6 separate regions of the Mus musculus genome follow, and regions 1, 2, 4, 5 and 6 are each linked to region 3. The links are chromatin contacts, called in public HiChIP or PLAC-seq and promoter capture Hi-C maps. All regions are on one chromosome and are shown on one strand. The core of a region is the stretch at or near the end of the contact, and the rest is flanking DNA. Distances in the headings are between cores, read along the strand shown.

Region 1 (2,700 bases), core at 187-2,686, 1.9 Mb before region 3:
CTTATAGCTGGAAAGCAGTCGACAGAAGCTGGAAGGGCGGGCAGAAGGGTGTGACTATTTAATGGTTGGTTAAACAGTCTCCTTTGGAGTGGCAAAATGCTTACTGACTAAATAGTGGTGAACTCGTAAATATACTAAACCCCACTAGCTGTACACTTTAAAAGGAGTTTATGGCTTATGAATTACAGCTCCATAAATGGAAACACGAGGAGAGATCTTAGGGGAAAAGTGATTATTCAGAGTGCTTACAACAAATTCTGAGCCTTGCTGTGGTTGCAGCCCAAGCCTTTAATCCCAGCACTTGGGGGTTGGTGGGGTGGGGGAGGTGAGGCAGGTGAGTGTCTGAGTTCATGGCTATCCTAGTCTACAGAGTTAAGTTCCAGGACTACACAGAGAAACCTTGTCTCAAAAAAACAAAGAACCAATCATGGAAACATGGAAAGCACTACATAGGTTTTAATAACTGCTGTCTTAACTTCTTTGTATTTTATCGACAACATCTTCAGAAGCAAATTCTAAATTTTAAACAGTTTCAGATTCGGTCAGGATAAAGCTCCGAGCTCATTCAGCACGAAGCTCGCTGACAAGTACCTGTTGAAACTGCTTCAGCGGTGATACAGGAAATAAAGTGTTCAACTTTGGCTAGATCCTTCAAGAGGACGGAAATAGGATCGGGCAAGATATCTTTCTCTATAGGGCTAACTATAAATCACACCCACATGCCTCCACTTGGCTGTTATATTCTGAGTTGGCTGTCTCATTCAGTTCTCATAACTCTTTTTTATAGTCTCGAGGAACAAGAACCAGCGTCTAATAAATCAGCAAACGAACCATCAACCCATCACCGGTGCGAATTCAAGGTCCCGACTCACACTATGATGCAGCTTTGCCTGCCCCCTACATATTACACTGCAGAGAATCAGGGCGTTTTTGTTTGTCCGCTTGCTTTTTCCATTTGCAGGAAAGACCGGTGGAAAAAAAAACTTTCCTTAAAGCAAGTTATCAAGGCAGGCAGGGGGAGGCCTGGGGGGGGGGGCAAAAGTAGGACTCCTGGTCTCTCCGTTTCGGGGGATCCCCGGCCACGCAGCGTCAGCTAAGAAGTGTCGGGGAGGCTGTCCACGCAGGTCTGAGTGTCCTGGGTGGCTTGGCTACCCCGTCCCTTGAGCCCCGGGGATGGATGCACTGAGAACCGCGCCTCCCTCCCGAGCGCCGCCTCACCTCTTGGCTTTAGTGCCCTTGAGCACGAGTTTGGTGGACTTTACATAGGAATATTCGGCCATGGCCCGGCTCGCTGAAGTGGCAGCCTCTGGCAGAGCTTCCGTAGGACTGGGAGGAGGAGGAAGTGGCTCTAACGGCCGGAGCTGAGCGAGTCCCCGAGGAACTCTCGGTCTTCTTCAACCCAAGGCTACGATTCTCCGGCTTCCTGTTTACTGCTTCCGATGCACTACGGCGGCCGTGGAGGGTCCAATCACGTCAGCGTTCCTGCGGCGAAGTCCCGGATGTTCGCGGTTTTTTTTCCCCCCCAAACCAGGCAAAACTTATAGAGACGCCCCCTGGTGGAAGCGAAGGTATCCAACAGTTTCCTGCTGCCGAGGTTGTAAAGACCATACCTGGATTGGATGAGCCAGATGTTGAAAGGATCAAATCTATCTGCCCACTCTCTTTGCAGCGGACATCGCACCAAGTACCCGGCAACCCGCCAGACTGGGCCTGCACAGAGAAACCGAGATGTGTGTTCTGTGGAGGCGTGGGTCACAGCCTTGGCTTCGGGCAACTTTATCAACGACTCTGGCTCCAGAGTTGTTAGTTGTGTTGTACATGTTTTACTCGTGTATTGTGTATGAGTAACACACAAGAAACAATTGAGGAATGATACAATGTATAGTTGCTAACTACTGGTTTCTATCGCAAGTGCTGAAGAGACTTTGGTCTCCACACCGAATACTGTCTTTCCCTGTAGTCTTGATCCAGCCAAGTGCGTATTCCTTTTGCCTCCTCCAATCTTCCCCGCAATGTTATAACTCCCTTCCATTACAAACAATGCACCGCTGATACAGCTTCTGTGTGATCTTTGGTTTTTGTGAAAGAAACATGAATGCTGTTAGAATCAAAAAATGGAATGGCTTTGTCAACACTTGACAAATATAAAACACTTTTGAAGGAATGATTGATGGCAGCTCTGGCAAGGGATGACGTGCAAAGATATTCTAGGTCTGTGTGATCTGGCTGGAATCCAGACACACACTTAGTACACACCTTTAATCCTAAACAACGATGTCTAATTGAGGGGCAAACAAAGTGGTGAATCAGAGGGAGATTTGACAGAATATGCTCAACGCTCATCTGAGTGGCACAAGAGAGAGAAGCTATTCAGGTCAGGGGCAAGTTCAGTCTTTAGCGCTTGTCAGTCAGTGGGGAGTCAGAGTGGCGAGTACAGTACAGTGGAGTTGAGTGAGTTCCTTCATGAGCTCCTGCAGTTCAGTGAAGGTCAGCAGAGGCAGTTAAAGCCAGAGAATGAGAAGCCAGAAGATTAGAATAGATTACCAGAGTTAGTTTGAGGGCAAGCAGAGCAACTCAGGAGACACGGAGAGAAGCCAGATGAAAATCAGTCAGCTTGGAGAGGAGTTGAAGCCAGAATAGATTAGCTGAATCAGCCAGCCAGAATTTAGAAAGGAGTGGAAAGGGTGAGTTTATTCAGCA
Region 2 (2,700 bases), core at 60-2,559, 1.7 Mb after region 3:
AGTAATGGTTTGAGGATTTGTGATTAAGTCAGGGCCTCTCACTGAGCCTGGAACTCACAGAATGGGTAGCACTACCTGGTCAGCAAGCCCCAAGACCCTTCTGTCTCTGCCTCCCCAGCCCTGGGATTTATAGGCATAGACTTCTGCATGGTTTTTAATGTAGTTATTGTTGATCTGAACCCAGGTCCTCATACTCACCTACCAAGCGCCTTATCAATTGAGCTACCTTCCCGGCCCTACCAGTCTGTTCTTAACTTCGTCTTTCCATGTCTTAAGAGTTGTAGTTTTTTGGTCTCTGAACTGATGAATCAGCAACAGCTTTTCTTAGTCTTCGAACTGAGCTCACTGTTTTCAAGAGCCTTGATTGTTTCCTATCTGCTTAAAATAGCGTCCTCCAGATAACCCGCCACCACCAAGGTTGGGAAATCTTGGTAGGGTGGTTTGTTTGTATGCTGCCTGCCTAGATTCCCTAACCTTGATTACTTCTCTTAGCACCCATTTGCACGCTATCTTTTGTCATTAAAATATCAAATTAGAACTCCTCAGTTATGTAAATAATTTCATTTACCTAAGAAAACTGGGAGATCAGAAAACCTATGCAGGACCCCTACCGGTGACCTCTGTTTGAACAAAGGCTCCCGGGTCTGTGTAATCAAACCTTGCAGTGAATTGAGATCATTGGAGATAGCTGAAGTAATCTGAGATGTTTGCTAGCATAAAACGTGGTGGTCAGGGTTTCTATCTACTAAGTAACCAAGCAGTGTTTCTGAAGCAGTCCATGACTTGCTTAGATTCACCCAGAAGTGTTTGAATTCTGATAAATTTTGGGATTTAACAGCAAAAATGAGTATTTTGGATAGTTCCTGTACATTCTTTCTTTTCAATATGTAAGTAACTTTGAGTTTTTTTAAATTGAGAAATTGCTTTATTAAAGTTAAAAGAAAAAATCCCTGCCACACATCTGGTCAAAAGTTCTAGCCATAAAAGAAAGAAGGCGGTGGGAGCTGACCCAGCCCCATTAGCACAAGTGTCCAAAGCAAGTGGAATTTTTATTTGTTCGGTTGGCACTCCGTTCTCGTGGAACACGCCTTACTTTTTTGCACAGCTGAATTGCGTATGGATCTTAGATTTTATTTTTAGAGAATCAGTTGCCGGTCCTTTTCTGCATTTAAATTCTGTTTTGTAGGAGCCCGAGCGGGCTCAGGGAAGGGGAGGCCTGCTCCCTTCTGCTCTCTTCCAGCTTGTGCACTCTAGGACTGGGAGACAACTGGCCGTCTTGGCAGGAGCTCTGTGTGTGCAGTGAGCTGGGCGGTCTGGAGAGGGGCAGGCCCGAGCTCATTCCATTCCTTCTTTAGCAAGGAGCCTGGGAGGCTGGCACAGGCCCGCCTGTTTCAACTGACATTTCACTCCCTGAATGGGGCTTTGTCTTCATACTGAAACATAACTTTTTCATACACACGCTCTAAGCGGTCGTTAGTCGGCTTAGGGAAACCTGTACGTTGCCCTCACCTTTTACATTCTTGAGATTTCTTCAGTGTGTTGATAAGGCCTTCAGTTAACCCTTAGTGAAACAGTGCTTTAATTCATATCAGTAGAGATACTTCTTTGGCACAAGTTAGAAAATGTCAAGTGGAGGAACTAATTAATGTCTGCCCACAGTTCTAACCCCCCAGTGCCTCAAGATGGAGCTAGGCCGTGATTATTGTGTAAGATCATGGGAGAGAGCTGTGATCTACTAAGATGGTAAAATTCAGCGTTCTCCTTCTTAAACACTTCTTGACCCTGCTGGTCTGGCGAATGAATTTTCACTTAATTATTTCCTCCCCGAGACCCCGTCTTTCTCTTCTGAGTTCCTTGGCCGCCTGGCACATGGTAGGAACTTCATGTTGGTCACATGCATTAGGCCAAGTGGCATTCTTGTGAGCTCTACATTATTTCCAGCCAAACTCAAGATTCAATAAACAGCATGAGGTGCTGCTGTTGACGAGGAAGATAAAGCATGCGGTAGTTTTCAAATCTCTGATAGGTCACCGCTGAGGACTGAATTCGGACTGACAGGGAATCTATTTCTTTCCCAAAGCGTTTTTTTCTTAATTTGTCACTTTTGTTTTTTGTTTTTTTTATTTTTGGTTTTTCGAGACAGGGTTTCTCTGTGTAGCCCTGGCTGTCCTGGAATTCACTCTGTAGACCAGGCTGGGCTCGAACTCAGAAATCCACCTGCCTCTGCCTCCCAAGTGCTGGGATTAAAGGCGTGCCCCACCACACCCGGAAATTTGTATAAACTTAAAACTGGCTTATGATTCAGAACTCAGGATCCGATACTTCCCGCTTAATATTTTAACATTAGTATTGTATTCCCAGTTATCTCATGATATCTGTCCTACTATTAATACAGGATATCATTTTAGTGTGAGTATAGTCTGCGCAACGTAGGGAGATGCTGTGGTACGACGTATAGTAACTTTGTGGTGTTTGTGGTGGAGCGCTGCAGAGTTCTCTTCCGTTGCAGGCTTTTCCTTCTTTGTCTTCGTGGGATTCACTCACCTGTATCCCCTGAGCCTCCTTAATCGGCTCCTCAGCCTTTAGTTGGGTTCTTCAGGTCAACCATGTTGCTTCTCTGTCATAGTCAAGGGTTGACCAACTTCAGACAGTGTGTAACTTCCCCTTAACAGATGGATAGCGACTACCTTCCCTTGCAGA
Region 3 (2,700 bases), core at 106-2,605:
TTACTACAGGAGGAAGCCATAGTCACCACAGAAGCAGTCGATCTTTCCCCGCTTTGGTTTTTCGAGACAGGGATCCTTTCTCTAGGCAGCCTGGCCGTCCTGGAAGTTGCTTTCTGGACTTGGCTGTCCTCCAACTCAAAGGGATCCTCCTGCCTCTGCCTCCCGGAGTGCTGAGATTACAGGCCAAGTGAGGCCGCCGGCGCCACCACTCGGTGTTAAGTCGTAATTCTTAGAAAAGTTGGTCGGTAGTATGGCGGCCAGGGTCCAAGTGCAAAGGAGCCTGGGAATTCTACGGAAAGCCATTTGCGTTGCAGTTCAACACCAAAGGAAACCATTATAGGGTGTTAAGTTAAACCACTATTCTGGATCTACTACTAAAGGACAACAGTGAACAGGGAACTCCTCAGGCAATTTGAGAACCAAGCAATCTGAAGGTTGGAATGCAGACTGTAGGAAGCAAGAGGAAGTTCTTTCCGGCTGGATGCTTGATTGGAAAATGGAGTGAGGAAACTGGAAAATTAAGTAAAGAAAATCAGTAATTTAAAAAAAAGCTGTTCTAGCCGGGCGGTGGTGGCGCACACCTTTAATCCCAGCACTTGGGAAGCAGAGGCAGGCGGATTTCTGAGTTCAAAGCCAGCCTGGTCTACAGAGTGAGTTCCAGGACAGCCAGGGGTATACAAAGATACCCTTTCTCGAAAAACAAACAAACAAACAAACAAACAAAAACAAAAACAAAACAAAGCCAAAAAAATGCTCTTCGATTTTCTTTTTCTAGAATAATCTATTGAATTTTATAGAGGTAAGTGGAGAGAAAAGGTAGGTGCCCTGTTACCTCGCTAATTTAAACATTTTCATATAAAATAGATCTAGGGAATTGAGATAAGATAAAAGCACACGAACACTTGGAACAAAATTTGAAACAGAATTTCAAGGAGATTCCAACCTGAATTCCCACTTTCCTCAATGTGCATCTACTGTGCTCCTTAATATGTTTGAAAACGTGATGGCCAATGGACCAAGGTAGCTGGTGATCGATGCAGTCTGAAAGCCAGCATTTATTTGCCAAGATCTTCACCAATTTGGAAGAGTCAAAACTCTAAATTGCTGGTTTTCAAACCCTTCCCTCCTCCCTTTCCTCATAACGAGAAAAAAGACAAATCCCAGCCATTTCATGAAACAGGACTTACCTAATGCCCACAGCGATGCGATGCGCTCTACCTATTTCCTCCTTGGTTTCCTTTCTGAAATCCCAAGAAGAAACTGCCACTCGTACCCAGAGCCACAGTGGAAATCTAGGCGGCTAGGAGTTCAGCTCCTTGGACCCCTCCCTTTTTAGATGGACGAACTCTGTTCCGGCCACACTTACGGAGTAACTAACTCCGAGCTGGGTAGGCTGGAATGCCCAATGAGAAGCGCTCAAGGTGGGTGTGGGCGGGGATGTGGGCGGGCCCCTGGCCCTTCAGGTGACCCACCCAGAGCTGTCCCCTTGTCTTGGGTCGGCGTGGAAGGGTGGGGCAAAGACTCTTGCTCAGTTATGCAAATGCCTCTTCAGAATCCCGATCGCCTGGCCTTGAGACTCAGTCACATCTCAGTACCTCTGTTACAGACTTGTAACCGAATTTACACAAGCAGAGGATGCAGTTTCTACCTACCTACCTACACACACACACACACACACACACACACACACACACACACACCGAAAACTTTCTTTACACTTTCGTCCCATCGCCACTCTAGACCCCAGCCTCTCCCGGACCCCGCTACAAAGTACACTAGTTGCCTGAACTTTTTCCAGCATTAATGTGACTGCTGGATTCCCGCAAAGCAACACAACTCACTTTGAGAGCGTGGGTCATGCAGCGTTCACCACTGACTACAAACGGTCTAGTGAAATTTAATGGTTCGTATAAATACGCCGGGCACCATTAAGACAAAAACCAAATCAATATTTAAGATCCTCTTACATTTAACCTGAGCTTTTCTGTAATTTACTTATCAGGGAGGAATCGGTCATTTATTCTAGGTTTTTTTTTTCTTCTTTTGAATAAAATTCAGTTGTGAGATCGAAAAAAATTTTTGACTGATGAAATTTTGACTATTTATGAAGTGTCTCTCATTCCTCTGAATGGAAGTAGGATAAACCTCCTGTCATCCCCGGAAGTGAGTTTGTGGCTGAAGACAGAACAAGGAACTGCTTTACTCCAGGTTTCCAGAACACTTCATTTAGGCGTTTTAAAAAATGCATTGGCAGCCGGCGTGGTCCACTCGGGAGGCAGAGGCAGGCGGATTTCTGAGTTCGAGGCCAGCCTGATCTACAAAGTGAGTTCCAGAACAGCCAGGGCTAAACAGAGAAACCTGTCTTGAAAACAAAACAAAACAAAACAAAACAAAAAACAAAAAACAAAAAACAAACAAAACACATTGGCAAATTCTCAACAAGTTCTCTGACTGCCTTTGCATGTGAGTGTGTGTGGATGTGAGTGTGTGTGTGTGTGTGTGTGTGTGTGTGTGTGTGTGTGTGTATGACAGAGAGAGAGAGAGAGAGAGAGAGAGAGAGAGAGAGAGAGAGAGAGAGAGAGAGAGAGAGAGGAGAGAGAGAGAGAGAACCCCCCTGGTTACAAAGTGAGGCCCTGTTTCAGTTTCCTCCCTTTTAGGTTATGCTTAGGTTTCAAGGAGAAAGCAGAAGGCCTTTCTTTT
Region 4 (2,700 bases), core at 151-2,650, 1.6 Mb after region 3:
CCGGTCTGCTGTTTCGTTCGCCCTTGCTGGTCTCTTACAGTTTTGTGCATATTCATCGGAGGGCTACTCCGCAAAGGGCGAGCTTCTGCACTGTGCTGTCAGCACTGGGGGGTGGGGAAGCACACTGAATTTTTTTTCCACCTCCCCCAGGGATGAATTTGCTGGGGTGATGAAGAACAGCTGGTGGGAACAGAGCCCTGTTCTCTGGCCCGATCTCAGCCCCGTGGACCTGACCTACCTTCCCACTTGTTTAAAGGCTGCCCTTTGTTCGTGCTCCCTCTTTTGCTCCTCAGTGACTCTCTGCCCTTCCCGCAGCTCTGCATCCTTCCTACTTTGCCTTGATGCGTTGATGTTTCAGCTTCTGTGCGTGTGTAGCTCCTTTCACTGGGGACGCCCTTGGGACAGGTTGTGAGGGGTTTTGAAGATACCAGGCCCTCGAACAAGGGGTCATTGACAACCCTGATGGTAAAATGTCAGTGCTCAGAGATTTGCTTCTCTGCCGTAGTCAGAGCTGTTGCCTGTCAAGCTCCTGAATTCAGGTTTTCCTGTTATAAAATGACCTTTGACTGTATGCTCAGGTTGGTGTTTAGAAATTACTTCACTGCAGATTTGACGGTAATGGTTACTGTAATTCCTTTAAATAGCTTTGCAGTACTAAGTGAGACAATGAGGGAGTGCTGTAGGGAGTGAACTTAATTATTTTTATGAAGAAATAATTCCAGGATAAATTTGTGAGATCAGATTACAAGCTATCATTACATATGGTCCTGTGAGAGCACCGTTTAGGACTTTTTCTGAGCGACCCTGCATGTTTCCAATCCTGTGTTAGCACAAGGTTATAAGCTTCCAAGGCTTGGTGAAACATGCAATGGGAGACTGAGGCAAGAGGGCTAGGGGTTCAAGTCCATCCTTGACTACATAGTGAGCTTGAGGCTGGCCTGGGTTACGTGAAATTATGTCTCAAAAGAATTTTTCCTGCCAGAAAATTAAGTTTATATGATTTTGAGGATGTAGTTCTTGGTGTGTGAGAGGAGGCATTCCTTGTCTGCTTTTTTCAAAAACTGATGTCTGTGTTTGGCCTGAAGACGTAAGTTTAACAATCAAATTCAGGGTTGGAGAGATGGCTCAACGGTTAAGAAGAGAGTTGCTCTTGCAGAGGACCTGTTCCCAGGCGTACACTGATGCTGATGCGCATGAAAACAATAACAAAAGAAAGATAGCTGTCAGACATTCTTCTAGAGTTGTTAGAGTGTTGATGTTGGTGTTGGGAAGTGCTTACTCATAGTCAGTGTGGGTGGGGAATGCTTGATGCATAAGGCTTATATTTACAATTTATTCTTTCCCCTCCAGCAAGTGACACTCTTTTTTTTCTTCTTCTTCTATTACAGGTGGCCAGGAGTTAAAAAATGGGGAGACACTTGACCTTGCTTCTGCTTCTGCTCCTCTTCCTCCAGCAGTTTGGAGACAGTGATGGCAGCCAAAGACTTGAACCCACCCCTCCTATCCAGTTTACACACTTCCAGTACAATGTCACTGTGCACGAGAACTCGGCAGCGAAGACCTATGTTGGCCACCCCAGAAAGATGGGCATCTACATCTTAGACCCCTCGTGGGAGATAAGGTACAAAATCGTCTCAGGAGACAGCGAAAACCTGTTCAAAGCGGAAGAGTATGTTCTCGGAGACTTCTGCTTTCTAAGGATAAGAACCAAAGGAGGGAATACCGCCATCCTGAACAGAGAAGTGAGAGACCATTACACGCTGATCGTCAAGGCAGTGGAGAAAGCCACCGATGCTGAGGCCCGAGCGAAGGTTCGGGTACAAGTGCTGGATACAAACGACTTAAGGCCCTTATTCTCCCCCACCTCCTACAGCGTCTCTTTGCCGGAAAACACAGCCATAAGGACCAGCATCGCAAGAGTCAGTGCCACGGATGCGGACATTGGGACCAATGGCGAATTTTACTACAGTTTTAAAGACAGAACTGACGTGTTTGCTATCCACCCGACCAGCGGCGTCGTTGTTTTGACTGGCAGGCTTGATTTCCTAGAGACCCAGCTCTATGAGCTGGAGATTCTGGCTGCGGACCGGGGGATGAAGCTGTACGGTAGCAGTGGGGTCAGCAGCCTGGCCAAGCTGACAGTTCACGTGGAGCAGGCCAACGAGTGCGCGCCCATCATAACCGCGGTGACGTTGTCGCCCTCTGAGCTGGACAAGGACCCAACCTACGCCATCATCACCGTGGAGGACTGTGATCAGGGTGCCAACGGGGAGATAGCGTCTTTGAGCATCGTGGCTGGCGACCTCCTTCAGCAGTTTAAAACAGTGAGGTCTTTCCCAGGGAGTAAAGCATTCAAAGTGAAAGCCGTCGGGGCCGTCGACTGGGACAGCCATCCTTACGGCTACAACCTGACATTGCAGGCTAAAGACAAAGGGACTCCTCCCCAGTTTTCCCCCGTGAAAGTTGTTCACATCATTTCTCCACAGTTCAGAGCTGGCCCTGTCAAGTTTGAAATGGATGTTTACAGAGCCGAGATCAGTGAGTTTGCCCCTCCACATACACCCGTGGTCCTGGTCAAAGCCATTCCTAGTTATTCCCATTTGAGGTATGTTTTTAAAAGCGCTCCTGGAAAACCTAAATTCGGTTTGAATCACAACACGGGTCTCATTTCCATTTTAGAACCCATTAGAAGGCAGCACA
Region 5 (2,700 bases), core at 141-2,640, 1.6 Mb after region 3:
ATCTACTCAAAATGTGGCTTTATCCCAGAGAGTCTTTAATGGGCAGGACTAAGAACATTTAAAAAAAAAAAGAAAAAAGAAAAATGTGAAATCATGTTTAAAGTGCACACACAGTAACTTTTATTAAACTTATACATGCATAAGGTCTTGACAGGTTATCTACATAGATGCTATATTCAGGGAATACACATGACAACCTGATCCACAAAAATGCCCAGATTCCTGGGAGATGACCATAGGCAGTGGAAGCAATTCTAAAGTATTATGCTAGAAATGATGTAGCAATGACAAGACTATTTTCACGCATAGGATGTTGACACTCTTGGCTTGTCACTTGTCTGCCAAGACCTGAAAGGCAGAAGTAGCCGTGAGCCCATGAAGTAACGGCGAGCCCACGAAGCACCCCTTCGAGTGGTAAATCCTATTGCAAGATAAAAAGCAGCCTCCTTCTTATCGTCCCTGTTTCACACTTTGGGCAATAACTAATGCACAGAGTTAACACGGTGAGTGCCTGTCTTCTTAATGAGCCAGCAAGCTCCCCTTGAACTTGAACTCTATTCTATAGCATTTGTGTGTGTGTCGCTGTAACTGGATCAATTATCACAAGATGAACTCACTTTCATTGCTTTTTTTCCTTTCTTCCCACCCTGCTTCATTAGCGACTTTTAGAGGGCATGGGCTTCGGAGTTACGCGGTGATCTCATTAACACAGCTCTCTTCAATGGGATCCCTCAGTTCATTAATCTCCAGTAAAAGTAACCTACTTAGGATAGAGTTGACATAGCCTAGAGTCACTTAACATAGTGGTATAGCAATCCAATAACACACATCCCAACCTAAATTTGTGCAAAGGAAAAATCTTGTTTCCTCTAGTCTTTTAGCTTAACTCCTAGACTTAATGTGTCCACTATATTGATGAAACCCATCAACCTGTTATCTGACTCAGATGGTGCTATTTCTAATTTTCATCATGATACTAGAGACCGGAACAACAGCCTGGTGGTAGTGGTGGTGGCACACACCTTTAGTGCCAGCGCTCAGGAAGCAGAGGCAGGCAGATCTCTGTGAGTTTGAGGCCAGCCTGGTCTACAGAGTGAGTTCCAGGACAGCCAAGGTGACACAGAGAAACCCTGTTTCTAAACAAACAAATAAACAAAAAGAAAAGAAATTTAAAAGAAAGGAAAGAAAGTGGATCAAGAGGTCACCAGAAATTATCTTCCATCCCCTCTCTACTCATACCTTGTGTTCTAATCTCAAGAGACTGGCCTGTTCCAATGTAACTTCCTTGTTGTTTGGTTTCCATGGTGAAATCAGATGGATGATGAAGACAGGAGTCTGTTTCTTTCCTGTGACATTACTTTAAACTGGTCATGACCTTGAGTGCTGAGTCACTGCCGTCTCAAGGCGGTAGGTAGGCTGGGACTCTTCCTTTTTACTTTGAGCCCCTCCCTCCAGGGTGTGCTTGAGACTCAGCAGGTACAATAATCAAGATGGCGCATTGTCCCCTGAGAGTCCCTTTCAATGGTGGCTTTTATGCTTCCGCATTGCTCAGGATCACCGGAAGAGCTTATTAAAACAGACTGCTGACCCTTGCCCCTGAAGTTTTGGATCCAATTCTCTTTGGTGAGGCTGGAGCATTTGTGCTTCTAACACAGTCTTAGAAAGTGCTGACTCTGCTCGTCTGAGATCAGACTTAAGAATCAATTAGAAAACGCTGTTCTGTAGAAACACCTTTGTTTACAAGCCAAATAGCAGGTGGCTAAAACTGCCCAGGAAACCACTCCCCCACTTGCAAACAGCTGGTTTGAGAAATAATTAATAGTACTGCATCTATCTGTTGGGGTCTCAACTGGAAACAGATGGCACATTGCAAATAGGGCAAAGTCCCTTCAACCAATCAGAAAACATGCATGCCTCTCTGGGCTTTGCCATTTTGTACTAAAGACCTAGGCACATAGAATAAAAAAAAAATAATAATTAAATTCCCCCATCTCCATGTGCACTTGCTTAAAGCCACAAGACACAAGGGCAGTGTCTGAGTTTACAACCATCTATCTGGACATGAGCTGAATGGCTCAGGAGGAAGCCAAGCTGTACTTTCTGCATTTTAGAGTCTCTCTTCCCAAGAGTAACCTCATCGCCTTACCTTCTCCATGACAGGAATTTGTCTTCACTCAAAGCGTGCCTCTCCTGAGTTTAAGTTTCTAGGAAAGCTTTTCCTTAGCAGCCCTACTTCCTCCGGCCCATTTCTCTACGACCTACAGCAACAGCTCTTGTTTCTTCAGCACATGCACAGAGTACTTTCCTTTCCATTTCTGGGTGAGAGGTTATATGCACTCTGGCTACCTTCCATTTCTTCACATTCCTGTCAAAGGCATATTAAACCAATGCACCGAGATGAGTCTTCATTTCATGCACCAGTGTCTTCCCGAGTCACCGCCATTCTTTTTAAAAACAAATGTCCTACTTCATATACACCCCCACCTCAACTACAGATTGGTTAGTGTTCTAGTTCCGAGCAAGTTCTTCGCCATTTCTTACCCCATTCTATGTTTCTAAGGACCTATCGTACTGTTACAGGCAGCATGGTACCTACATGGTAGAGAAGTCCACGGTGTGTCTATGCTTTAATGGGCACGCTTTCCTGTTGCTGCACATGTGTGTGCTTCCTTATAGATGTGGCCTGAGTTTCTCCTGGGT
Region 6 (2,700 bases), core at 6-2,505, 1.9 Mb before region 3:
CTCTGTGTCCATTGTTGTCCTAGAACATTCGCCTACCTCTATCTCCCAAGTGCTGGGATTTAAAGGCGTGTGCCACCCTCTGCCCTGATGTGCATTCTACTTTTATCTACTAAGTATCTATTCTAGTGGCTGGCTAATTTTCTCTCTCTCTCTCTCTCTCTCAAATTCAAAAAAGCATTTCTCCTTCTAGGAATAAAATTAAAAGAACTCCTGCTGCTCCCATTTCCAATGTCTTGCCTCTTTTCAAAATTCTTGTCATCTGGCACAGGTAAGGTGCATCCAGGTTCCTAGTTATCAAATCTGGCAACAAAACAGTCTTCAATTCTATAGCCTTTATAGAATCGATCTATGAAATGTCGCTGTCGGGCTTTGACCTAGAGGCTGAACTTAGAAATGTTTCTGGGAACAACGATGTGACCTCTGGCTACATTTTTCACTCCAGGGCTATACTTCCTCTTCTAGTAAATACAAGAATCATGTTAGTTCCTCACAGTCTCTTGCGGATATATAAAGTCTGTGGCATTGTGACTTGGTCGAGCAGCACCACGGTACAGACAGACATTCCATGCCTGGGCGTGAAGGCCACAGCCAGTACAGCCTTCTTAGGGGGGCGGGGTGGGGGTGGGTTCCCATCATCTGGGCTAAGACTGCATGTGACCCATAGCTTCCTGCGATGGTTTCTTCAGGAAAAAGCACTAGGTAACCAGGCAGAAAATACTACGGCCACCAGTCAATCGTTAGCTTTTTCTCTGGAGAGTTCCGCCTACAGTAGCTGGTAATCTCAAATATAAGATTGGAGAATGCGTGAATCCTACACAGTTGTTCTTGAAAGTTAGAACTTCCCTAAAATGTGTACTCGGTCCATACAGCAGCAAAGCCACTTAGCCCGGGGTTCACAAGCCACATTTGCACCCATACTCCGCGGGACCGAACCAGAGTTCCCCCGACGCCTCACGGAAGATACAGACCGCGAGCAGGTGTCCCTCACCCGCCCCGCCACAGCTGCGCCCACCTCCCCCTGAGCCCGCGCCTGCACCCCCATCTGTGCCTCGGCTGGAGCTCACCCACCGGCGGCACATCCTGTGCCTGGGCGCAGGTGACTGCCGCGGCTAGGACCCAGGTGAGAAGACTTTGGCCCCGCATCTTCCCAGCTGCAAGCGCCGCTCCGAGGGACTCTAGCAGCAGCTGCAGCAGGGACCACCTCCACCAGCAGCAGGCCGCACCCCAACGCGTGATCAGCGACCCTGGGCCACACCATGCACGGCAGGGGACACGCCAGAGATAGAGGCGCCGGGCCGAGTCCCTAGAGCGGAGTCCGCGCACAGGGCCGAGAGGGGCTGCGCCCCCAGCACGCCACGCAGTGGTTTCGTCCAGCCTTAGCCGCACCCCGGGGCGGGACTTCCAGTTTTCCTCTGGCCTTCACTCGTTTGGAGCGCGGGGGCCGGGGCAAGACGCTGGTGCTGGAGGATTTCTGAGGGCGGACGCCGACTGACTCGGGAGAGGTTGGCTCCTAGGCGTCGCGGTTCCTGAGCCCACCAAAGGGACAGAGTTTCAGAGCATAGCGTCAGACCTAGTTTGCCTTCTGGGGAAGGCTGGCTCCAAGTGAGTCACTCAATCCATCCATCCTGCCCGAGGGATCACAACCAGAGAGGACAAGTGTCAGGGTCAGAAGTTTCATCTCTCGGGTACTCTAGGTACTTAAGGCACTGCTAAATCCTAGGATTTAGATTTTAGTTTCTTGCTGTTATGTCCGGGGTTGGAGAGGTTGAAGGGGTGGGACCTTCATCGATGTATTTGTCGCCGCGTTACTCAACTCCTGTTTTCCTTTAGCTCGTGAGAAGCCAGTTGGTCCAGCGGACCTAAACCTAGGACAGGTACTTGGTACTTCATAGTCTACTTTGAAAAGCAGATAAAAGTGAAATACTTGCTTGGCTTTTACCTTGGACAAGGCTCTCCATAATAGGATGAGTTATCTAGAATCCAACAGGAAAAAAATGCCTCTAGATTTACATTTTCTGCTTCGACGACAGGCATCTCAAGAAGTTTGGAGGCTTTTAAAAAAATGCTTCTATAAAACTCACTCAGGACCATTAAAATCCTATTTTAATTCTCACCCCCGACTCCTGTGCTGGGGATCCGAGTATTTTTCCTTTTTGGTGTAAAAAACACCTAAATTTGGAGGCAAATGATAAATAAGTTGGCTTTTGTTTGTTTGTTTTTTGTTTGTTTGTTTTTGAGGAAGTTTAGATGTTGATACACAACACAGGATTAAGAAACACTTAGAGGGCCGGGCGGTGGTGGCGCGTGCCTTTAATCTCAGCACTTGGGAGGCAGAGACAGGCGGATTTCTGAGTTCAAGGCCAGCCTGGTCTACAAATTGAGTTCCAGGACAGCCAAGACTATACAGAGAAACCCTGTCTCAAAAAAAAAAAAAAAACAACAACAACAACAACAAAACAAAACAAAAAAAAACAAACAAACAAAAAAAGAAATCTTACTTAGGTAAGCAAGATTGGAAAATACTTACTTTTTGAAGGGGGACACTGAGGACTGTTTTAGACAGCAACCTGAGGCAGAAAGCTGTCTTCAGTCACTGACTCTGGCGTTTCAAACCTGCCTAGACAAGATAGCAAGATTTCATCTCCAAAATAAAACAAAACAGAATATATCAGGTCTCTGATGCAGAGTTTGAGGAAGCAA

Evidence for each region. Promoter capture Hi-C pulls out the DNA fragments that hold promoters and counts their contacts. HiChIP or PLAC-seq counts read pairs in DNA pulled down with a chosen protein or histone mark.
Region 1: an H3K27ac HiChIP or PLAC-seq map of embryonic stem cells shows a contact between it and region 3, with 6 times the contacts expected there. The contact joins the promoter of Frg1 here to the promoter of Zfp42 in region 3. A contact is called at or near these places in 5 of 39 promoter capture datasets (cranial neural crest, embryonic stem cells and hippocampal neurons) and 6 of 115 datasets of contacts at active chromatin or transcription factors (embryonic stem cells and stem cell-derived neural progenitor cells).
Region 2: a contact with region 3 is called in an H3K27ac HiChIP or PLAC-seq map of embryonic stem cells, with 13 times the contacts expected there. The contact joins the enhancer-like site here to the promoter of Zfp42 in region 3. A contact is called at or near these places in 6 of 39 promoter capture datasets (the 3T3-L1 cell line, cranial neural crest, embryonic stem cells and 2 more), 1 of 484 Hi-C or Micro-C datasets (embryonic stem cells) and 12 of 115 datasets of contacts at active chromatin or transcription factors (embryonic stem cells and stem cell-derived neural progenitor cells).
Region 4: a contact with region 3 is called in an H3K27ac HiChIP or PLAC-seq map of embryonic stem cells, with 7 times the contacts expected there. The contact joins the promoter of Fat1 here to the promoter of Zfp42 in region 3. A contact is called at or near these places in 7 of 39 promoter capture datasets (the 3T3-L1 cell line, cranial neural crest, embryonic stem cells and 4 more), 4 of 484 Hi-C or Micro-C datasets (embryonic stem cells and uterus), 14 of 115 datasets of contacts at active chromatin or transcription factors (the NIH/3T3 cell line, differentiating embryonic stem cells, embryonic forebrain and 5 more) and 1 of 9 other capture datasets (embryonic stem cells).
Region 5: an H3K27ac HiChIP or PLAC-seq map of embryonic stem cells shows a contact between it and region 3, with 5 times the contacts expected there. The contact joins the enhancer-like site here to the promoter of Zfp42 in region 3. A contact is called at or near these places in 4 of 39 promoter capture datasets (the 3T3-L1 cell line, embryonic stem cells, hippocampal neurons and 1 more), 4 of 484 Hi-C or Micro-C datasets (embryonic stem cells and uterus) and 12 of 115 datasets of contacts at active chromatin or transcription factors (the NIH/3T3 cell line, differentiating embryonic stem cells, embryonic forebrain and 4 more).
Region 6: a promoter capture Hi-C map of embryonic stem cells shows a contact between it and region 3, with 4 times the contacts expected there. The contact joins the promoter of Asah1 here to the promoter of Zfp42 in region 3. A contact is called at or near these places in 3 of 39 promoter capture datasets (embryonic stem cells, hippocampal neurons and stem cell-derived epiblast-like cells) and 5 of 115 datasets of contacts at active chromatin or transcription factors (embryonic stem cells and stem cell-derived neural progenitor cells).

What each region holds. Positions count from the first base shown.
Region 1 is chr8:41,415,682-41,418,381 of GRCm38.p6, forward strand. It overlaps Frg1 (FSHD region gene 1), which reads right to left and starts at 1,437. Exons shown (of 9, transcript NM_013522.3): 1 at 1,219-1,437. The coding sequence starts at 1,280. It overlaps Gm50494 (a long non-coding RNA gene), which reads left to right and starts at 1,445. Exons shown (of 2, transcript XR_003947538.1): 1 at 1,445-1,568; 2 at 1,670-2,054.
Region 2 is chr8:44,978,937-44,981,636 of GRCm38.p6, forward strand. All of the region lies in intron 1 of Fat1 (FAT atypical cadherin 1), which reads left to right. Among named protein-coding and RNA genes, the nearest start is that of Fat1, 30 kb to the left of the region's middle. Within about 2 kb of position 1,310, at least 130 of the 459 cell types and tissues checked have an H3K27ac peak or open chromatin away from gene starts, as enhancers often do. A contact at or near this core is called in embryonic stem cells and stem cell-derived neural progenitor cells, where this site is marked.
Region 3 is chr8:43,305,654-43,308,353 of GRCm38.p6, forward strand. It overlaps Zfp42 (zinc finger protein 42), which reads right to left and starts at 1,356. Exons shown (of 4, transcript NM_009556.3): 1 at 1,188-1,356.
Region 4 is chr8:44,948,808-44,951,507 of GRCm38.p6, forward strand. Fat1 (FAT atypical cadherin 1) reads left to right here and starts at 1,401. Exons shown (of 26, transcript NM_001081286.2): 1 at 1,401-2,700. The coding sequence starts at 1,407.
Region 5 is chr8:44,919,176-44,921,875 of GRCm38.p6, forward strand. No RefSeq gene overlaps it. Among named protein-coding and RNA genes, the nearest start is that of Fat1, 30 kb to the right of the region's middle. Within about 2 kb of position 1,391, at least 12 of the 459 cell types and tissues checked have an H3K27ac peak or open chromatin away from gene starts, as enhancers often do. A contact at or near this core is called in embryonic stem cells, where this site is marked.
Region 6 is chr8:41,373,442-41,376,141 of GRCm38.p6, forward strand. Asah1 (N-acylsphingosine amidohydrolase 1) reads right to left here and starts at 1,256. Exons shown (of 14, transcript NM_019734.3): 1 at 1,069-1,256. The coding sequence starts at 1,143.